Linked DNA regions of Cyprinus carpio: region 1 is linked to region 2. Evidence: chromatin contacts called from public Hi-C data. All regions are on one chromosome and are shown on one strand. The core of a region is the stretch at or near the end of the contact, and the rest is flanking DNA. Distances in the headings are between cores, read along the strand shown. Region 1 has its middle 12 kb from the start of LOC122137166. Region 2 overlaps LOC109050272 (trinucleotide repeat-containing gene 6A protein-like).

What was found. Hi-C and Micro-C count contacts between places; a contact is called where the count stands out from the background.
Region 1: a Hi-C map of skeletal muscle shows a contact between it and region 2, with 4 times the contacts expected there. The contact joins two enhancer-like sites. A contact is called at or near these places in 4 of 8 Hi-C or Micro-C datasets (liver and skeletal muscle).

What each region holds. Positions count from the first base shown.
Region 1 is chrA3:20,617,238-20,622,618 of ASM1834038v1, forward strand. No RefSeq gene overlaps it. Among protein-coding and RNA genes, the nearest start is that of LOC122137166, 12 kb to the right of the region's middle. Within about 2 kb of position 1,799, at least 1 of the 8 cell types and tissues checked has an H3K27ac peak or open chromatin away from gene starts, as enhancers often do. A contact at or near this core is called in skeletal muscle, where this site is marked.
Region 2 is chrA3:20,577,897-20,583,446 of ASM1834038v1, forward strand. LOC109050272 (trinucleotide repeat-containing gene 6A protein-like) reads right to left here. Exons shown (of 23, transcript XM_042722882.1): 6 at 1,314-3,867; 7 at 206-378; 8 at 1-26. Among protein-coding and RNA genes, the nearest start is that of LOC109050272, 18 kb to the right of the region's middle. Within about 2 kb of position 1,340, at least 1 of the 8 cell types and tissues checked has an H3K27ac peak or open chromatin away from gene starts, as enhancers often do. A contact at or near this core is called in skeletal muscle, where this site is marked.

The DNA.
Region 1 (5,381 bases), core at 549-3,048, 40 kb after region 2:
CATTTGTGATCAAAGAAACGACAAAGCTCTACTCTACATTGCTCAAAACTCACGTTTGAATCATCAGTGGCAAATCCTTTAGGGCTGTCAAAATGACTGAAAAACTAAATTTGAATTATATTTGAATTTAAAAGGCATAATTGCAGTTAGGGGAAAAAAAGCTTTTGACTTCTCTCCTGAGGCCACAAGAGGGCGCATTGCACAAAATATTATGCACGTTTTTCAAAGCTTAATAAAGTAACACGACTATCTTTGAAAAAAAGTGCATAGTGTTTAAAATAATGTTTATAAACCATATATATTTAATAAAGTTGCTTAAACAATTAGAAAAAAAAACAGCCCCACGCATGTATATATAGTTTAATACACAGGACCGAAAACCAATCACAAAGAGTAGGCTCCTTGGTTAATTTAAAAACATGAGATATGGTGGGATGGGGGAAAACCGCCATAAAGTCTTGTGACATGTTTACATTAATTTTACATGGCTTTCTAAAACATGCCGCTCTCTTGTGCGAGACGTGAGTGCAATGCTGATAGACGATGTGATAAAGATGCGTTCTGTGTGAACGGCTTGGTTTCAGTTTTGACGTGAACAACATCATCTCGACACTGATGCTCTCGTTTTCCACAATATATTGAATGAACAACATAGCAGCGCTGCATCTAGTGGGTTCAACTGGATAGGCTAACAAAAGCATTAAAATGCAATGACACTTACATCGTCAACACATTACGTGCACCACTGATAAGGCTGCCTAATGGCCGACGCAGACCTAAAATTCGAATGCAACATTTTTGCATACGAATGTGGATTTTTTATTTTGACAAATATTTGTAATTCTAATTTTATTTGACAGCCCTAAAATCCTTCACATATGTAAACGTACTTACAGACTGTGAGTCAGAACAGACAGCATTGTAGTCTTCTCTCCCAGGATCAGGAAACAGCCCCACAAAAAATGTGCTGCACACTAAATATTTGGGTTGAACTGTTCTGGAACAGTGTTGTAAATACAACTTAACCACTGATTTCTAGTTTTGTCCTCTTTTGGAAGACCAAACAAAGTCTCACAACGAAACAGCATTTCCACAACATGGTGCCAGCGGCAACAGCGAGAATAAAAGGTACGCCTTCTTTCTCTGCATGAACATTTGGGCGGCTTTATGCAAATCTTCCCACATCGTGACGTAGACATGTGGGGGCGTGTTTAAACGAGGCATTTTAGGAGGACGTGGATGAGTCTTAACTTTTATAAAGAATATCTCTTTGGGTTTGAGACTTTAGTCTTTGCAACCTTAGGGATCTTATCTATTCAAGAACCGCTTGTAACACTCCAAAGAGAAAGAAAAATTTGAAATCGCATCATATGACCCCTTTAAGTGTGTTTGTTCTATATTTCTTTAAAATAAATGCACTTGGTTCAATTACTGTTTAATAGACATTAATACATTTAGTCCAACTTAAACAGAACTTAGGACCTGTTGTCATTTTCTTTATTCTTCATTTCCTTGAGGACGGGCACCAAGTAAATGTGTGCAGCACTGAGAGAGTGTTTGGTTTGTGATGATGTCATGGTTGTCATGGATGGAGCTCTCTCTCTTTCTCAAATTACAACACAAACCTCTCTGTGGGAAAGTGAGGGTCGCGCTCTGCCTGCACAATGGCCAAAGTGTGTTCCTGCTTTTGTGTGCGGCCAAACACTAGCCACTTTTTGTTTAGCTGGGACATGCCGGCACGTAGGAAACTTGACTGCATTTTCCCAAAATATGCCACCCCTTAGATGGAACGACACAGCAATACCAACCCAATGTCACATAGCAGTGAACTTAGACCAGCCACTTAATAGCACTTATTTAAAAACCGGTTCCGGAGTAAGTTATGAACAATAAAAAAGGTTTTCTGCAGTGTAGATGCGGTGCTGTTGTGTCTGCCGAGCACATTAATCTCAGTGCGGACTGAGTGATGGCACTTGGCTGTGGCTCTGTGCAATGTTTGGCTGCTGTAAGGAGGATTCGGAGCAGGGATGAAAGGCCTCTCTGTATTTAGAGTGGGAGGCTGCTGGGAGCTAGCCAAGCTGCAATCGGCTCATGTTCTGTAAGGAACAAAAGCTCAGTGCTGCCTTTATGGCACCAAACAAAAACATAGGTCTCTGAGAGAAGCAGCAATTTAGGATGTTTGTTGTAAAGTGCTGGTGGTGTATCAAAACCTACTGTACAGAGTTTGGATGAACTCTGTTCTTGAAAACCTGAGGATCAGTCAAGGTGGTTTATGTACAACTGTGCCATACAAGCTCTTAAAATCAGACTTCGCAGATTGGGTTTTGGCAAGATATGCGCCTGTGTGAACAGTACTGCACTGTTGGTTTCCTCACTAGCAAAGACAGCACTGTAGAGGAGCTGTTTTTAAACAATCCATCATCACATCGCTGAAAATAGCTTGAGTATTGAGGTTTGTAAATCTGCCTTGGCGGCACTACATACACAATGTGTCCAAGTGGGGATTCTGCACATTCATAACAATCACGGCAAAAGAAAATTAGACAGAAACCAGGACTGTGCTCTGGATGAATGAATTTCATTAAAATGTTTCACTGATGACTGAATGTTCCCAGCTTGAGGGAAATTTTTTTTCCCCTTCAAGAAAAAGAAAGTGTTGGGAAATGTTCCATTTACAGGTTCGAATAAAATACAATGTATTAGCATGTTGAATGTAATGGATTGTTAATAAAAAAAAGATTTTTATATTTTTGCTAGAGTATTGTTAGCATATATGTAGCTCCCACATTTAACCACTCCAGACATACTGACGCATTCACCATCTTGGAACAGTCAAAGTTTCGACACTCAGTAAAAATCAAATTTTTCCAAGATGCCACAACATTGAGCAGCCTCTGGTTGTAAAAAACACAGAGATTTAAAAACCTTCCAGAGGTGAGAATATTACAGGTTTTCAAACTATGCTAACTTTTTAATGTCGTGTTAACTAATGTCTTCGTCTTGTTGTACAGAGCATAACAGTCACGTTCCGGAATTAAAAACTTCATTGATTTTCCCCATAGGGACATTTTTAACAATAACTGATAAACCTTTAAAGACAGACCTGTTGTGAGCTTCGAGGTTGTTAAACCAATCTGTTCACATTAATTCAACTTACTGTTAAAATAAACACGTTTAATAGCGAATTCGTGGTGGAAAAAACTACATTACCCATGATGCTGAACAGAAAATTCCACCAATCAGAGGGTCGCAGGGAGCAAAGCACGACAAAAGATGAATGGGGAAAATACTTCTGGAATTGACCCTTCGCAAAGAAGTAGGAAAAGTAGGCGCTATATTGTGTTAGTTTAGCAAATTCATCTGCAGTTTATTGCAGATATAAATATTCTTACATGCATATCACTACTCTTGCAGACCTACAGTAAACTTGCTCTCGAGTGTTCACGGACTGGCTTTGACCATTCCAATATGGTGGACAGCTTACATATAGCAGCCCATATAAAAGACAGCATGAGGCATCTATGTGTATATATCTATGGTTGTTAGAGCATTGTGACGCAGTTGCTAAGGTATTCTTGCTCATTTTTAGCAAGGTGTTTTGCAGCTGCTGTGGTGTTTTCAGTTTTAGCATTGTGATGTGCAGTTGCAATTGTGTTCCTCAGTGATTTTTAGCATGGTGCTCGCTAATGTGTTCTTGCCTATTGCAATGCAGTTGCTAAGGTGTTCTCTGTGTTTTTAGTCTGTTGCTATGTGGTTGCTAAGGCCGTCTCTGTGCATTTTAGCCTGATGCTAAGCGGTTGTTAACATGTTCTCAGTAGTTTATATTACAGTGATATTCAGTTGCTAAAGTGTTCTCAGTATTTTTTAGCATGGTGCTGTGCGGTTGATTGTTTGTTCTCAGTCGTTGCTTATTGGCAAGTAAATATTGCCCAGTCCTAGATAGGGAACTTCAATGTAAAATAATGCAAGGCTTTGTTTGGTGATTCAATAATTCAATATTACATTTCACTTATAATAAAACTGACAAACAGGCAATACATATCACTGGTACAACATTTATAAAGAAATGCACAGTGCTGTCTGTGATTTTCTTTTCTGGTGTTGACCTCAAATACCACAGGGAGTTTCACCTCACCACCCCTCACAGAGAGAGAGAGACAGAGATTTCCTATACAAAGACCAGTTTTGTTTGATACCTCCCAACAAATCCTCTGCATGATTGTCCACAATGAAGCAATTAAACAACAGGGGAAAAAAGGAAGTCTGCATATCAACTCAAACTCAGTTACATAACGTTGCAACACAAAACCCTGGACAGCTCTGCATGACATTCAGTACTTGGGATGACGCATAAAAGAGCAAATTTTTTCCTCCCTGAGTCAATAATGCCCAACAGGGCAGCGGCTGCTCCTCAACCGGGGCTTTTGCTGAAACAGACTAAACAGTCTGACTGACTGTCAACAACAATCAGAGCAGAGCACGAAGGCCAAAACACACATACACGTACACACACACACACACCCCCCTACAGTGCTAGAGACGTTTTGCCCTCTCAGTGCTGCTGGTCAAAACAGCAGGGGATTTAACTCGCCGTCCTAACGCTTTACTTGAAACTGTTTTCGGCAGTCCAATTATGGCTGGTTTGTCAATTCAGCTGACAAGTGATTTTTATTATTTTTATTTTTTGCAAATGTCAGTTTTATTTTCAGGAGTTCACATCTGTGTTTATGTATGCATGTCATTCAAACAATAATATTGCCTAGAGACATGTTTGAGAGACACAGGGTCATCTCAGCAATTAATTCAGTTAACAATCGTGGTTTCGTAGTTTGCTTTAAAAAATTTTTTACGTTATTTAAACAAAAATATAAGGGTATTTAAAACCATACTACTGTTTAAAAGTTTGAGGTCAGTAAGATTTTTTATTTTTATTTGAAGGAAATATCATATCATCAAAAGTGACAGCAAAAACATTTATAATGCTACAAAGATTTATATTTCAAATAAATTTCTAAGAAAATATTAAGTAGCACAACTGTTTTCAACACTGATAAGAAGAAGAAATGTTTCTTGGGCAGCAAATCAGTATTAGAATGATTTCTGAAGGATCATGTGACACTGAAGACTGGAGAAATAACTGCTGAAAATTCAGTTTTGCCATCACAAAAAAAAAAAAAAAAAAAAAAAATATATATATATATATATATATATATATATATTCAAATATGTACAAAACAGTTATTTTAAATTGTAATGATACTTTACAATTTTAACCTTTTTACTATATTTTTGATCAAATAAATGCAGCCTCTGTGAGCACAAGAGACTTCTTAAAAAAATTCAAAATCCTACCAACATCAAACTTTTTAATGATAATGTAA
Region 2 (5,550 bases), core at 90-2,589:
CCAGTTATCTTGCATAGGTTTGGATCCTAAAAAGTCAAAATAAAACAATCAATCAAATTAAAAATGGAAAGGAAAAAAAATTCAATCACTGAACATTGTTTCCCTGATATATTTACATTGGAAAAAAAAACAAAAACAAAAAGAAATGAAGTCAAAAAAGGAGAATCAAAGAATGTTCTTTTCCCCAATTGGAGATGGGACGTACCAGACTTGTGCTGTGACTGCTGTCCTATAGCAGTGTTGCCCCAGCTACTGCCTCCTGAGATTTTCCTCCCCGGCTCTTCCCAGCTGGAACCTGTATTAACAGGCTTTCCCCAAGCAGATGTGCCATTGTCCACAGTGACAGGTGGAGCAGCATGCTCACCCCAGGTAGAGGACTCCATTTTTTGTGGGCCACCATATAAAAAAACAAAAAAACAAATCACAAAACAAAAATAAACAAATAAATACCATGATCAAAGAGCAGTATACAAAATGTTATATTGTTCTGCACATAATGTAGTGAAGGCAACAAATGAGAAAACTGCACAATTGAAAGAAGGTATATGACTATTTTGTAAACAAACCCAAAACTGTCAGAGCAAACAAGAATCAAAGTGTAATGCATAAGCTACATGGAAAATAACTATGCAACAACTAATTTGCATCTAAACAAAATATTAACCATACTTGACAACCTTATGTCCTTTAAAAACTGAAATCTATTTAAATCTATTTGACAATGCAATTAATATTTACAAATTTTCCAATGGGCCAAACCCAAGCCTTGCATAAACATGCTTATGTAAGCTTTGTTTAGTCCTTCTGATGGATCAGATTACATTTACCTACTGAGGCTTTTGCACTTTCACCATCCAGCATATGGCCTGAATACTTCCTTCAAAAATAGCCCTGTTCATGTGTGCCCTGCTGCTCAGGTTGCTGCCATATGACTGCACCATCGGTCAGAATGTAATCCAAGCTTATTTTTCCCTGAGCACAGCTTATCCACAGCCAATTCTAAATCAAGTAGGAGCATGATTTGAACATACACCTTTACACTTTCTGTTTAGCAAATAATGAAAAATAATGGAAAAAGCTGCACTTCTACCATGCATATGCATTCCTCTGCATTGCATGAACACATTTATATATAGACATGCACACATAAACACTTGCTCGTAAGTTCAGAGCTTGTCAGTGCTGGGAAGTATTAGAGGTAAAAGGGTGGGAGGAAAAAGCGCATCCAGAGAAATTCCAAAGGGATGACTTCATAACTAAAGCTAAATATAATGGGTGAGTAATAATTGCCAAGGCACTGCCAAAAAGGAAGACACCCACCTGAGCTGCAGTTCTTTTCCTTTGGAGCCATAGAGCTTTGGGCCTGTGGGGGCTGAGAAACAGCCATGCCATCCTGCTCTCCAGCAGTGTTCTTGTTCCACATATTTACATTGCTGCACTTATACTTGTTGGGATCTCCCCATGCTGAAGTACCATCATCAATCTCCATTCTACGCCTGATGGATTCAGGTGATGGCTCTTCCCATCCAGTGGATTCTTCTTCTTTGGAGGCAGTAGGAATTGGGCCTCCCAGCCATCCTGTAGGCTTGTTCTGACCAGGGGCTCCAGTTTGAGAGGTGTTCCCACTCCTGAACATTCCCATGCTGGAATCTTGGGACTTGCCCCACTCTGAAGAATTGTTCGGTTTTGAATTGTCAACCCATGTGGGGTTAGAGTGGCTTGGTTTGATTGGCTCGCCCCAGGTTTGGTTTTGATTGTTGGTCTTGGGTGGCTCTCCCCATCCTGTGGTAGGACCACTCTGGTCAGGTGTGTTGGTGCCTCCGCTGCCTCCCCAGGTGTTGCTTGTCCCACACTGCCCAGGCTCACTCCAGCCTGATCCAGAGCGGTCGCTGTCACTGTCCCAGCCACCTGAACCAGACTTCTGGGTCTCCCCCCAATGGTTTCCCTTTGGGCCTTCTCCGCACCATCCCTGCTTTGCTTTTGGTGCATTATTCCAAGAGGACTTCTCATCCTTGCCACCATTCCATGAGGAACCACCCTTGCTCAATGTAACAGAAGAGGCATCCTCCCATCCACTTTGCCCAACTGGGCCTTTGGTTTCTCCCCAGCCAGTTGAAGGTTTTGATTCAGACCACCCAGATACCGAAGAATTGCTACTTTTGTTGGTGCTGGGTCCATCTCCCCAACCACCTGAGTTAGATGCCTGAGGGGGAGCACTACCCCAGCCTGTCTGTCCATTTCCTGTCTTTTTATCAGAGCTTGAAACATCCCATGCAGTGTTCTGACGGACTGGAGTTTGTCCCCACCCCGTGTTGGACAACACCCTGGGGTCCACGTCAATTCTAGAGAGAGCTGCATTGATCATGCCATGCTGATTACCCCTCCTTCGGTTGCCACCACGTTGCCCATCCCTCTCACTGTGACCTCCCGAGCTCTCTCCACTTCCTTCACTGCCTGTAGACTTGTTCCATGTGCTGGCTTGTGACGGTTGACCAGAGCTCCCTATACCAAGAGCATCATCCTCCAAGGACTTCCATCCATTTGTTCCCTTCTTGCTTCCATTCGTGCTATCATTGGAATGCTGACTGTTGCTGGGTAAAGTGTTCCACTCCCCATTTGAGACCTTAGTGCCAGTGTTTGAAGAGGATGAGGAAGAGGAAGATGAGGAGGAGGCACTCCCCCAGGGGTGAGGGATCCCAACAGGGCCTACAACACTGCCTGCTCCCCAAGACATATTTTGTGAGGTAGCGGGTGCTGAGTCCCAACCTCCTCCACGACCGCCCATCCCGTTATTATTATTATTCTTTAAAGAAGCAGCACTCACAGAGGAGCTGTTGGCTCCAGACTGCATTAGAGTTGCATTCACAGTGTCGCCCACAGCTTGGCCTTTAGGGACAGGACATTTGTCTCCAGAGTAATTAGTGCTGGGTGAAATGCCCCATGCTGTACCATAAGACCGACTGTTAATTCCCTCACTGTTGCCATGTTGAGAAATGGAAGTGCCATTAGAGACTGGAGAAATAGGGAGCTGAGGGGAGCACCCTGTACTCATAGGCCAAGCTCTGTGCCCTGGGGGCTGTTCATTCATCTGCATTGAACCTGTAGAGTTTGGTAAACTAGAGGTCATCGTGTTAGTAGTGTTATTTGGTCCATTAAATTCAGTGTTAAGGTTTTGAGGCTGCCCACTTGGAACCTTGTTTGTACCATTGACTTCAGCTTCAGACATATTTTCCTGCAGGCATCCCCAGGACATCTTAGAGTTGATACTCGGCATGCTGGGTGTTTGACCTATGGTGCTTTGTTGAGTGTTGGTGCCACCATTTCCATTCCCCACAGGCCCATGGGGGTTGGGCCCAGTGTTCTGAAGAATGGGCCAGGCACCATGGTTGGCATTTGGGTTCAAAGTGCTTGGATTTATACCTACATTGGTTGAGGAACCTTGGGTACCCCATGCATTTATTTTGACATGGCTGCTTTCTGCCAGGTTGCTGCTGGGGCCCTCAATGGAGCCTTGACATGTGCTTAGCATTGAGCCATTGGATACACCCCAAGACCCCTTAACACTCCCATTACCCACATTATTGCTGCCATTTGCCACCATGAAATGAGAACCTTGTCTATTGCCATTGCTGTCGCCACCAGCGCTCCCAGACGCCATCATACTAAGATTTTTTTCTGACCCAGAGCTGGAGGCAGAGTCAGCATCCATACATTCTGAGGCCAACTCTGGGTCACTACCAGAGATGGAGGGCCAGGGTCCCTTATCTACAATAACTTTTCCCCAGTTGCTGTTCGAGTCACCGCAAGGTGAGCTAGAGCTCCATGGTGAATTTTCATACTGAGGCTCCAGACCAGTATGTTCCAAACCTGTGAAAGCAAATAAAAGGTCAAATCAGTTCAGATGTCAAACATTGAAAAATAAATAAAAATAACACATCTGTAAACATGTTCTGTTTTTATTTTATGGTAAATAAGAGTGTAGTGACTGGTCCACACCAGCAGACGATATAGTCTATTTATTCCAAGCGCACTCAAGCTCCTTATAGCAGGATTGATTCTGATTGGCTGTCAATGTTTTTATTTTTCATCAGCTGGAAAAAATTGTTCTGAAAGTGATTCCAACGATACAATTTCTCTGTGCCTTTATCGTTATAGCTGTGGTGTGGACTCTGCTATTATTTAATATTGAGAACGATTTATAGAACTATATCTTTATCGTTATCTTTACAGTTATCGTCCTTGGTTTGAACAGACCTTAGGACTAACACATACAATACGGCAAACTTACATATAAAAGAAAAATATAAATATTTATATTAAAAATATATATACATATAATTAAATATCCTTATACTTTAAAATGATTAACTAATACACACAGTGCAAATAAAACCCAAGCCAAATGTTGTAATAATATGCTAAAAATAGTAACATTTGGTAGACTTTGTTTAGAATTTATAGCAACTTGGCCATTTATGGATTACGCAACAATGGCTAACTGCCCATAGGCCCTGTCTCTGTCCTGCTGAGAGGTGTCTCACTCAAGCCAGACTGAAACAGTAGTAGATCTGCCACCATTTTGTAGCAGCAGCATGATCATGGTGCATGCCAGGATAGAAGAGGAGGGGAAGCCAGACGACTGCTAACAGCAACACCAAGTGTGAAGCGTCTCTGCAAGTTCACTGATTTTACGTAGATGTGGCAAGTGTGGTGGCACTAAACTCTAACAATAATGCAACTGCTGTGTTCCTTGAAATAATTTTCTGCTCTTGCTTTCATATTTTTCTGCAAGATGGCTGCCAAGCTTCCTTGAGCACTGTTCTCTTGCCAAGTCTCCCTGGCTGTGTTACCAAGAGATATGGGAAGACAAAGAAACAAAGACAGTCTCACTGCTGGTCTCAAGTAAACTGTTTAAGAGTGACTCAATAAAATGGGAGATTCTGCTGAAGGTCACTAAAGGTAAAGGAAAATTACAGTTACATTACATTTTGATCTAGTACTTCATCTCCCAAGGGGAGACAAAAAGAGCTGTCAACCAATACAAGACTTGTAGACTCTTCTAGTTAAAGGGATAGAACAGTGGAAATTCTGTCACCATGTAATTCCGAAATTAACTTGCTTTCATCTGTTAAATACAAAATATATTATGTCCATATAATGCAAGTCAAAAAAAAAAAAAAAAAAAAAAACACAGATTTTTTATATATTTTGTCTTCAAGTTCCACTGTAAAAAGTCAGTCATACAGTTTTGAACGATGACTGTCTGTAAACGATGACAGACTTTTCATTCTTGGATGGACTATCCCTATAAGGAGACTTGTAATGTGTTATGGACAAAGTGTATAATCTCTGACCTGCATTGTACAAACTAATTCAGAAAAGGTAGAACTTTGTACTAGTTGGCAGCACTACTGGTCTGGCTTTACATAACACAGGAAAAACAAAGATTTGGGAGGAGGAAAAAAAAAAAAGTCAGTCTTCCTATGCCAAGACATTATGATAATGTTCTTTTAAGACACTGTAGAGCAACTGGTTAAATTTAGACAAATC